Regions from separate parts of the Mus musculus genome. Here region 1 is linked to region 2. Evidence: chromatin contacts called from public promoter capture Hi-C data. All regions are on one chromosome and are shown on one strand. Each heading gives the region's core, a stretch centred on a gene start, on an enhancer-like site or on the middle of the called end of the contact. The rest is flanking DNA. Distances are from core to core; before and after follow the strand shown.

Evidence for each region. Promoter capture Hi-C pulls out the DNA fragments that hold promoters and counts their contacts.
Region 1: a contact with region 2 is called in a promoter capture Hi-C map of liver. The contact joins the promoter of 1810012K16Rik here to the enhancer-like site in region 2. A contact is called at or near these places in 6 of 39 promoter capture datasets (3T3-L1-derived adipocytes, HPC-7-derived erythroid cells, hippocampal neurons and 2 more), 3 of 484 Hi-C or Micro-C datasets (the G1E-ER4 cell line and liver) and 1 of 115 datasets of contacts at active chromatin or transcription factors (pancreatic cancer cells).

What each region holds. Positions count from the first base shown.
Region 1 is chr8:22,396,601-22,402,496 of GRCm38.p6, forward strand. It overlaps 1810012K16Rik (RIKEN cDNA 1810012K16 gene), which reads left to right and starts at 2,121. Exons shown (of 3, transcript NR_045473.1): 1 at 2,121-2,383; 2 at 2,547-2,678; 3 at 2,845-2,991. It overlaps Slc25a15 (solute carrier family 25 (mitochondrial carrier ornithine transporter), member 15), which reads right to left and starts at 2,021. Exons shown (of 7, transcript NM_181325.4): 1 at 1,840-2,021.
Region 2 is chr8:22,032,749-22,038,301 of GRCm38.p6, forward strand. All of the region lies in intron 1 of Atp7b (ATPase, Cu++ transporting, beta polypeptide), which reads right to left. Among named protein-coding and RNA genes, the nearest start is that of Atp7b, 25 kb to the right of the region's middle. Within about 2 kb of position 3,528, at least 3 of the 459 cell types and tissues checked have an H3K27ac peak or open chromatin away from gene starts, as enhancers often do. A contact at or near this core is called in liver, where this site is marked.

The DNA.
Region 1 (5,896 bases), core at 871-3,370, 360 kb after region 2:
GCAAGACTTGAAATGTTTGGGTTTTTTTTAAAGGCTTTGGGGAAACAAAGTTTCCTTCTACCTTTAGACAAAAAAAAAAAAAAGAAAGAAAGAAAGAAAGAAAGAAAGAAACCTTTCTGAGAAATGAATTTAACATTAACTAGAAAGGAGAATGACTCAACATACAAGATCCAAGTTACCAATCATCCAAAACTATTCTGTATGCTCTCAAAATACAGAATTAATTTACACGTAACAGAGAACAATTTTACTCCTCATCACAATGAAGGGGCTGGTGCATTAGGCCAGGACTCTTTCAAATACCAAAGCCATCCAAAAAGTCCAGAAAATAAGGGCAGAATTTAAAAAAAAAAAAAGTCAATGACCTTATTCCAAGAACCTTTCTTTCTTTTAAAACTAGCAACCTGGTGATTACAGAAACACCTGTGCCTACATTTTTGCAGGGAAAGTAAAAGACCAACCAGGTGGTGGGGAGTATCCACAGTGGTCTCAGAGGAGCTTCAATGTGTTCATTTGTTTCCTCAGGAACTATTCTTTACTAACTTTGGAGGCATAGAAAAGTGTATCTAATTAGGCAGTCACTATAAATCCAACCCTTTCACATACACCAAATGAAAACATTTCAAGTCCTAGAGAAATAATATGTGCAGAATTAACCTTTAATCCCCCCCCCCCCTCCAAGAGCCAAAGGGACAGTAAGTTTGCTGTGAACTTGAGTCTCCTAGAAATGTTAGAAAGGCCATGAAGTCGCATCAACTTGGGGACAAGACCTACATGAGGATGAAAGCAATAGACACACTAACATGGATAAGGAAATCTCGGGGGAGGGGGTCTCAACCCTTGACAAAGAACTACAAACGAGTAAGGAAAGCTGGGAATGGGGGCATAGTCTTCCCCAGAGTACAGTCCCCAGTTGGTTATCCACCATATAGAGACAAGTAGCATTATATGTCCTGAGAAAAAGAGGCCATGAATTTGAAAGGGGGTAGGGGATATGGTTACACCGAAGGGGTTAGGCGTAGAAAAGGGAAGGGAGGAAATGATGTTAATTACAATTTTAAAAAGATATATTTTTTTAAGTGCTTTCCCGTGCTGGGAATTAAACCTAACTTCCTGCATACCAGGAAAGTACTCTTAACACTTAGCCCCCTTCTCAGGGGTATCTGTCAAATTATAGAAGACAGAAACGCTACTAACAGATGAACCCAGAAAGAATGCACAAGGACCTGAGTATCACCTGTGGCTTGGGGGATATGCAGGACCTGCAAAAACCAGACCGGTCTGCGCGGATTTAAACTAATTTAGGAGCCTGCTGTACCATTTGGAGTAGAAACCCCGAATCCTTTGAGCGTCTCACCCTCTTCCTTCAAACTACCCAGCAGTCCCAGAAACAACGCCGCCGACACAACCACTGGTTCCTAGGGTGCCAGAAAGAACTTCCCGGGTGCTCAGCGCAGGTGAGGCTGCCTTTCGCTAAGGAGGGACCCGTCTGGAGCTGCAGCTGGAGCTGCAGCTGGGCTGCAGAAGGCCGCCTGCCTGCCACCACCATCAATCGAACCCCTCGGGCCCAGCCCGGGACAACCGGGGTGCCAACTACTGCCGCAGCTGCGGAGCGCTTCACCCGGCCTGACCCGGATTCTGCTCTGCTCCGCGCAGCGCGCGCACACTGGCCACCGCGCCCGCCCGCCCGAACCTCCGCGTCTCCCGGGACCCCGCAGCGAGCCCGGTGCGCGCGCCCGGAGCCGCGGCACGTGTGCGGCAGGGCGGGGACTGTCAGCCGCGTTCCCCAGCCGGGCCGGTCGCCCACTCGCTCGCTCCCGCCCGCTCCCGCAGCCTCACCGCCGCGCCTGGCTGTGTCCGGCTCGCCCTCTGCCGCCCGCGCGCTCCGCTGGCGGCCGCGGGCCCCCGGGCAATTTTTAAGGTCGCCCTGTGGGTCCGGCCCTCGGGCCCTCCCTCCTGAGACCCCCTCCACCAGCCCTCCCTCCGGAGGCCACGCCCTCCTGAGGGCCCGCCCTCTCGAAGTCCCGCCCTACCGGCCCTCCCCCACGCGAGGCCCCCTCCGCCCCTCCCTCCCGAAGGCTGGCCAAGGAAACGGAAATCTGCTCTCCTCGCTGACTGCCGAGCTGGCAGCCTCCGGGAGGACTCACCTTGAGGTCTCCCAGCGTTATCCAGCCCCAGGAGGCTGTGGCTTTAACAGTAAATGGAAAGTACTAGAATGGTAGTGGTGAACTATAAGTTCCCTTATGGGCAGCTTTTTAAATCATCTGTTTATTTGTCTACAGACAGGGTCTCGCATAGCCCAGGCTTAACTTGCTATATGGCTGAGGGTGGTCAGGAACTTCCTGATCTTCCTACCTCCCCCTTCCAAGAGAAGGAATTTCAGGTTTGTTCCACCAGGCTTGGATTTGTGAGGTGGCTGGGATGAAACGTGGGGCTTCCTGCATGCTAGGCAAGCGCTCTGCCAACAGAGCTACATCCCTAGGTTTTAGTTGCTTGTCTGATTGTCTATTTTGTGTCGCTTTAGGTTTCATTCTTTCTCCCCTAAGGAAATCCATTCCCAGGAACATTATGGAAAAGACAACAATATAAGCTGCCGCTGCAGGTTTTATAGTTCCCAGCGATATATTCCTGAGGCTTTAATTAGAAGCTCAAAGTGACGCTGGAGTGAGGGCGCAGAGGTAAAGAACCTTTGATACTTATCAACTTGACTCAGCCTAGAATCAGTAGAGGGATTGCCTAAATCCAGTCAGTCTGAGGATGGAAAGGTCCGTAGCAGCAATGTCTTGATCAGTAATTGATGCTGGAGAGCCCAGCCCACTATGGGTGGTGTCATTCCTCTGGCAGGAAGTCCTGGATTGGAGGGGGGAAAAAAGCATCGTCCAGAGATCAACCAAGAAAGTGAGTCGGTAATCTGTATTCCTACATGGCTTCTGCCTTGACTTCCTGCCTTCCGTCAATCTGGAAGAGAATGCCAAATAAACCTTTTCCAAGCTGCAGTTTAGGCAACAGTGTTTCATTGCTGCAACAGAACGAAACTAAAATTCAGTTCTTAGCCCACATCTGGTAGCGCCCAAGTCCAGCGCTGGTGTGTATCCAGCTCCCCCGTCTGGCTTCTGTAAGCATCTGCAGGTTCCTTCAGGGGTACACACACACACACACACACACACACACACACACTACACATAAATAAAATAAATCTTTAAAAAAGAATCATAAAATCAAAAGGAGCAGGGAATACTTAAGAAAACTGTGGTTCACAGGAGTGATAAAACTATCTTTAACTCTAGCCCTATTCAATTGGAAGAGTCTCAGGGTCATGTGACCCCTACACCACCAGCTTCCCACTCCGCTTCAGCCTCCCTATGAGCCTTTTCACGTTTTTAAAGATTCCTTTAATTCTGAAATTGATGTGTATGTATGAAAACATGCATGCTGGCACCTGTGGAGGCTGCAAGGCAAAGTTGTCCCTTGAACAACAAGAGGTACCAGTGGTGAGCCGTCTTCCTTGTGTGCTTCCTTTATAGTGATGTGTTTGTGTGTCAAGTTGAGGGGGGAGTGTCAATTGTACTGGCTGGTTTTGTGTGTCAACTTGATCCAGGCTGGTGTTACCACAGAGAAAGGAGTTTAGTTGGGGAAGTGCCTCCATGAGATCCAGCTGCAAGGCATTTTCTCAATTAGTGATCAAGGTGAGAGGGCCCCTTGTGGGTGTCCCTGGGCTGGTAGTCCTGGGTTCTATAAGAAAGCAGGCTGAGCAAGCCAGGGGAAGCAAGCCAGTAAGTAACATCCCTCCATGGCCTCTGCATCAGCTCCTGCTTCCTGACCTGCTTGAGTTCCAGTCCTGACTTCCTTTGGTGATGAACAGCAATGTGGAAATGTAAGCTAAATAAACCCTTTCCTCCCCAACTTGCTTCTTGGTCATGATGTTTGTGCAGGAATAGAAACTCTAAGACAAGTGAGTGCTCTTAACTGCTGACCTACCTCTCTGTCCTCTTGAAAACAGCATGTCACAGGCAAAGAACACTGCTCTCATTGGACAACAAAGTGTGTCTCAGGGCTGACTTCCAAATGAACAAACAGTCACACACAGGACTCTCTGCTCAAGGTAATGGTGACTACCCTTGGGATTATGCAAGATATCAGTGTGGCTGGCCAGTAAGGCAGCAGGTTTGACGCAGGTGAGAGGACAGACTGACTGACTACAGGAATCAAACCTTTGTCGGTGTACCAGAATTTCACAATGTGCAGGTTAATGACATCATGGGGCAGGGGGTGGGGGGCAGATAACGCAGTGTGAAACTGGAGTTGCAAGCAAATCACAAACACAGAACATCTTGGATTCAAATGTGCACTTGGTGATCGAGGAGAAAGAAATTAATGCTCTAATTACACATCCTCATACCCACTAAGTATTCTTGACTACTGATAGAACTTCTGTTGCAAACTCCCTTGGGTCTTGTTTGGAGTCAGTACAACCAATCTTTGACACTGAGAAAAACAAACATAGATTTGGATTTCTGTAAAACTATGTGAAAGAAAAGGAGAATGTTGCATCGGTGAAATAGTTGTTAGGACAATGTTTGAAAGGGGACAATTTCTTTTATGTGTTTTTTTCCTTTGGGAATTTTTATGGCATTTGTGGAAATGAGGGAAGGAAAGTCAAATCCCATGTGTATTTTATGAGTCTTAAATGTATATTTTTAAAGGATAAAATATAATGGCAAAATAATTATGGATGAATCGATTACAGTAGGAAACAGTAAGCCATAACTGGAAAAAAAACCTCTCCTCTCATATATTTTAAAACAAATTTGGCTACAGGTAACGTAATCAATTTGTACATGAAAAGATATCAAAAAGTGGGAAAGGTCCCGGTCAGCCATGTCCGGGTCAGATTTTCCAGACTGCCTTTTCCCTAGTGTGTCTAAGACAGCTGGTACTCTGCCGAGTACTTCAGCCTTACATGGGTTATGCAAGTAAGAAGGGGCCATTTTCACACACCGCCTTTTCATCAGAGGGAAGCATATCTCTCCTCCCTGACAGTTCACTGTCAGACTTCACGATGTGTTCCATTGGCCCAGTAGTGGGATCAATGTCTTCTCTCAACAACAATAATAACGATTACAATAATAACAAATGGTGGACAGAGAATAGAATTATTCATAATTCATGTAGAACAGGACCCAACAAACTCATGAAAAGGACCAGCTAGCAAACATTGGAGACTTTTCAGGACATGCTGTCTCTACTGTGCTTTGCCAGCATAGAGCTAGGCACACTGTGGACAAGTTAGCACAGCTGTGTTCTGACAAGATGTAACCTTTGCATGTGGAAATCTCATCTCATATGTGATTGCTTCTGTGTGTGTGTGTGTGTGTGTGTGTGTGTGTGTGTGTACCAAAAGCAATTTTGTTGCATTTACACATCAGAGTCCATGTCTAAGTTTTCCTAAAAGTTTTATAGCAGCAATCTTCTTTACTCAAAAACATTTTATGTGACCACAGGTATTTAGGGAGATAAAACATATATACAAATGTAACATTTACTTATAATAAGCCACAAGTATTTTTAAAATAATTCTTTGGTATGTATATAAGTTTAGCATTTATAAAAGATGAGCACAGCCGGTCAGTGGTGGCACACACCTTTAATCCTAGCACTCGGGAGGCAGAGGCAGGTGGATTTCTGAGTTCGAGGCCAGCCTGGTCTACAGAGTGAGTTCCAGGACAGCCAGGGCTATACAGAGAAACCCTGTCTCAAAAAACCAAAGAGAAAAAGAAAAAGAGAAAGAGAAAGAGAAAAAGGTAGCACATGTTTACATATGAACAAGATGCATGTGCGTATTTATTTTTACATAAGGAATCTTCAGCTGCTCCCACTTCTTGTCCGGGGCGTTTCC
Region 2 (5,553 bases), core at 2,278-4,777:
AAACTCCCAAGAGCTAAAACTACATCTACCCTGTGACCTAGGTATAGCACCCGTTGGCATATGCCCAAGGGACTGAGCATCTTACTCTGCAGACACAAGCTCAGTCATGTTCCCTGCTTCTTTATTCCCAGTAGCTGAGGAGTGGAACTAACTCCAGTGCTCTGCAGCAGTCTGATTAACACGTGGTACATAAACACAATGAGATCCTATTCGGCTGAAAAGAAAAATGAGGTCATGAGCTTTGCACGTATATGGATGGAGCTAGAAGAGACATAGTGAGCAAGGTAACCTGGGCCCAGACAGACAGACAGACATCACATGTTCTCTCCCATCGGGGTCTCCTAGCTCCAGATCTCCAGATGAGAGCATATATTCTGTAATTACAGAATCCAGGAAAGTAAGAAGGGACTAGGGTGGAAGAGAGACCTAGAGAGGGAAATAGCAAGATAAATAATATGAAGGGAGAAATGGGAAAAATAAGGGGGGCTTTGATGGGGCAAAGGGTAGGGGTCAACACAGGTGGAGAGGAAGGGGGAGGGTCAAATCACACAAAGGATGATGGATCATTATTATGTATCTCAAGTTATGTATAATACATGTATATGTATACATTAATAATTTAAAAGAAAGTTAAGACACCTTGACCTTGCTCCCCCGCCAAGAATCATAGATTGTTCAACAAAAACTCCAGTACTAGGCGTGAGGAATTCTGTTTTTGAATTGTTGGTCAGGAGAGTCCAAGAGACTCCCAAAACAATACAGGCTTCTGCTTCTGCCCTTGGTTGCCTGCTAGAGGGGGAAGCAAGGTCTCTCCTGCTAAAGACACCATGTACTTCAGACACAGAACTTGGCGCATCAGAGCTGCATCTGACCTGAACATCTCCTCCCTGAGGACTAGCTTCAAGGTACCAGAAAGTTCTATGCAGCTGCTAAAAGAGGAGAGCAACCAATAGCCTATCTAGCTCTGGTTCCTACAACAATGACCAGCATGCCAAGATACCCCTTAGAGAACACCACCAGCAAGGGACATGCTAACATGAAAAGGGATCTCCCAGGGCCCACCCTAATAAAAGGAAAGAAGGAAGGAAGGAAAGAAGGAAGGAAGGGAGGGAGGGACGGAGGGAGGGAGGGAGGGAGGGAGGGAGGGAGGGAGGAGGAAGGGAGGGAGGGAGGGAGGGAGGGAGGGAGGGAGGGAGGGAGGGAGGGAGGGAGGGAGGAAGGACAGGCAACTAAGAAATGCTGAGAATGGGAGAAAGCCTTCCCTAGGAATAAGGCCCCTAAATACTTATCCAATATACCAATTGGTCAGCCTTGAGATCATATACACACAAGCAATACTAAATGAGTTGAGCAGGTTATATTTATACATTTATGTATATACGTATGTAATAATAACAAAGAGGCCACAAATTTGAGAGAGAGAGAGAGAGAGACAGAGACAGAGACAGAGACAGAGACAGAGAATGAGAGCACAATTAGAGTGTAAGAGCAGCTGGAGGAGAGAATGAGAAGGGGAAAATGATATACTTTAATTTCAAAAAATAATTTTAAAAATCCACTAAAGATTTTCTCTTTTTTTTCACTAATTCATTCACTTTATATTATAATATCATCACCACCACCCCCGCATCATACAGCTCCCCCACCCATTCCTCCTCCATTTCTCCGCTGAGAAGGGGGAGGCTCCCCAGGGTATCCCCCCACCTGGCACATCAAGTCACTGCAGGACTAGGTGCATCCTCTCCCACTGAGGACAGACAAGGTAGCCCACCACTCAGTATTGTCTATATCACCCCACCCTGAATGGAGAAAATGGAGAGCCAAGCCATCTCAAGGTGTAAAAGCATGAATACAAAATAAGAAAACTGAAGACAACATTTGTGAAATTACTGGGCTCAAGTCGGCAAGATAGCTCAGCAGGTAAAGGTAAAGAGGAGCCGAGTCCCCAAGACTCACTTGGTGGAAGAAGAGAAGCAACTCCTATAAAGACATTATTCTGATACACACACACACACACACACACACACACACACACACACACTGATTAGGGTTGTGAAGGCTCCCTTCTGCTCTGACATCCTGTCATCTTGAACCTATCCGTTGTCACCCTAACAGTATCCAATGGATGTGGAGAGTGTGGATGCTTTCTGGAGGGGAGGAGAGCATGGTGCAATTTCCTGTCTCCCTGTAGAACAGTGAGAACCCTCCCCCAGCCCCGCCCCACCTGCCCTCACTGTTACTGAACCCCAAAGAAATCAGCAGCCCTTCCATCTTAAACTTCTGCTGAGTTGCAAATCCCGGACGGAACAGGCAGCGTCTTAACTCCATAGGTCTTAAAAGTCTGATTTTTCTGTAATTGTTATCAGCACTCCATCACCTTTGGGTACGTGGCTGCAAAGACTCACTCCCAGGGCCCAGAAGCAGAAAGTGCAAGTGGAGTGCGTGCCTGTGAGCAAAGCTGTGGAGGTGTGCTGAGGAGAAAAGGGTAAAATAAAAAGTAATCAATCAATCGCTATGTAAATAAATAAATAAATAAATAAATACCCTGCTTCACACAGCACATACCAAAACCTGGGTCAGTGATCCGTAATGTTCCCTCGAAGAAGACAAATGCCGACAATTCAACAGGAAAAAGAAGGTGGTTTGTCCCAGAAAAAGGAAACATAAATTATCAAAAAGGAGATGCTAGGCCAATAGCAGTGGTGTTAACCTGTCATGGCAGGGACTGGGAAACTCAAGTGGGAGGGTCACAAGTTCCATTCCAGCCTGGACAACACAACGTGACCTGACCTCAAAGGAAAAGCATGAGGGGCTGGAGAGATGGTTCGACAGTTGAGAGCACTGGCTGCTCTTTCAGGAGACCAGGGTTCGATTCTCAGTATCCACAAGGCTGGCAGTTCACAACCATCCCAACTCCAGTTCCTGAGGACCCAGTGCCCTCTACTGAAATATGTAGGTACTGTGTGCCATGTACATGGCTGCACAAGATATACAGGCAGTCAAAACACCCACGCACATAAAGTATAAATGAAAGAAAAGAATAGGTCCTTCTCTGATCTCCTTCAAGGGAATGGAAGCTCTCTGGAGGACAATCTAGCAGTACCTATTAAAATAACAAATTCACAAAGGTTTGACTCAGCAACTCAGCTCCTGAGAATTCATCCAAGAAATGTGCAGTGTGAAATGAAGTTTCTAGAGTAACGATGACATTGATTTTACAAAAGCAGAAACAATAAGAGTCTGGTAGGCTAGTTATTACATAGCCACAAAGTGGAATACTACACAGCTCTGAGCATGAATTAGGCAGCACTGCACATACTGAAGTAGACTGAAATATATTGTTCGGTGCAAAGAACAAGGTACAGGATACGTAGTGTCTCCTGTTTAGGTGTTCTATTGCTACACAACTTAATGGCTTGTACTGACAGCTCAGTTTCTCACCCTGGATGAGAGTCAGTGGGAACAGCCCATCCCTGCCATCATGTGTGGTGACCTGAACCTCACTGGGGCTGGAGAATAACAGCTCACTCTTCACATGCCTGCTAACCTGGGCCTCGCTGCCAGCTGGAAGGTCAGCTGGAGTTGGCAGACTGGTCCAGTTTGCCACATAGCTTTTCCTTATGGTTAGGTAGCGGATTCCGGTGTCACGGTGGCAATCATTCCCTGAGAACAAGTCTCAGCGTGTAAGCACTGTTAAATCCCTGGCGGTCGGTGTCAGTAACAATGCCCAACAGTTGGGCTGGGAGGGAATAAACACAGGGCTTGAATAAAACCACGCGAGGCAAGAGACCGTTAGGCAGGCGGGTTATCCTTAGGGAAAAGCCTAAGGAACCAATGTGGTGTGAAGAGGATGGGCAGCTGAGGGACCAGACTGCCCAGGAATAAAGAAGTCATTTTTACTACACAATTGCATATGAGTTACCATTCTGAACACTAATTGATTTAAAAGTTAAAACGGTATGAAGGCAACAGAGGCCTGGGATGATGGCTTGACCGGGGGTCGGCAATGATTAACACCGATTCAAAGGAAAAGAAATCAAGGGTAGAAGAAAAACTAAGAATCGACTGAAGAGCATTTGCTTGCATCTAGCATCACAGAAAATAGAAAACTGCCTCCTTGTGGCAAGACACAGCCCTTCAACCATCTAATGTTCTAGAAGAAAATTCTATAGATTTTTTTTTCCTCTACTACCCACCCTCCATGAGCTGGTTCTAGCTCTGCCTGTGATATCCCAAAGTCAGGCCTCGGCGCCAGAGCTCTCGATCTCTGTCCAGCTGATTCTACATATTCCTGGCAAAGGATTTGTGGAAGTGTTAGAGGAAATTGATCAGTGGCAGACAATACTCAGTGCTCAGCCTGTTCTAGACAGGCAGGCTTTCTGCAACAGGCACTTACGAGACAAAGCTTTTCAAAGGACAGTTACGAAACAACCATCAAGAGTCTCCTTTGCCTCTCTGTTGCAGAACTGAGTGAACCTTGGCCCTCCTGTGTGAACACTCTACCACAGAGCCACACCGCAGCGAGAACAATCTGTCAACAGTCACATGGGGTGTTTGGATCGCTTTCGGTGTGGACAAGTGGTGTGTGCATGTTCTCAGCTCCATTCTTTAGCACTGTGTTTGCAGAGAGAGTAAAAAGGAACTCTCCTGCTCGGGTTTATATTAAAAATCAACACAGCTTACACTGCAAGCTCTGAAAAAGAATCCTCGAGTTAGCAGGCTGGGGTTGAAAGTGCTGGGGAAAGGCCTGTAGGCGCCTCTGCTTCATCCCATTGCGCCTCAGGGCACCATCCTTCAGAACATCTGGGGACTTTTTCCTGCAGATCCTCCATCAGTTGAGAAGGAACGCCTGCTGGCTTCTGACAGAAGCTCCCATTTGTTCTCTGTTGTTTGAAGCAGGTGTCATTGTTGTAGCCCAGAGCAACAGCCACTCTGGGAAAGCGACAGATGCGCTACTTGGTCCAGCCTCACCTCAGAATTCTCTGGACATCAGATTCAACAGGCAGGAAGATGAAAATGATTGCCACACTCAAAGCATCTCACACAGGGCCAGGGGTACGGCTCTGCTTTGGGGGGAGCGGGGAAGGAAAAAACGGATCTCATCCAAATTATCCCAGGTATCCAGACAGACAGGTGTTACTCTCTTAATGGTCCCAATGTGGGAGAACTGATGTCTCTATGTTGAGCCACTCAAGCATACAGGAATATACGCCTATGCATTAGCACATACGGTTTGAGGTTTATCTTTAAGTGTTCTAATGTTTTTAATTATATATTTTGAAACTTAAAAATTTTAATTTAAAAAATAAATGTTATGTTTGTGTGTGTATGTGGCTTGTGTGTGTGCGTTTGTGACGTGTGTGTGTGTGTGTGTGTGTGTGGCTTGTGTGTGTGCGTTTGTGACGTGTGTGTGTGTGTGTGTGGTGTTTTGTGTGTACATGCTTCCCTATGCATGTGCATGAAGAGGTCACTGAACTTCAAGGGTCTCTATTGCTCTTGTCCTTATTTGAGACCTGAGCCTGGAGCCTGCCTTTCATCAAGCTGCCCGGAGAA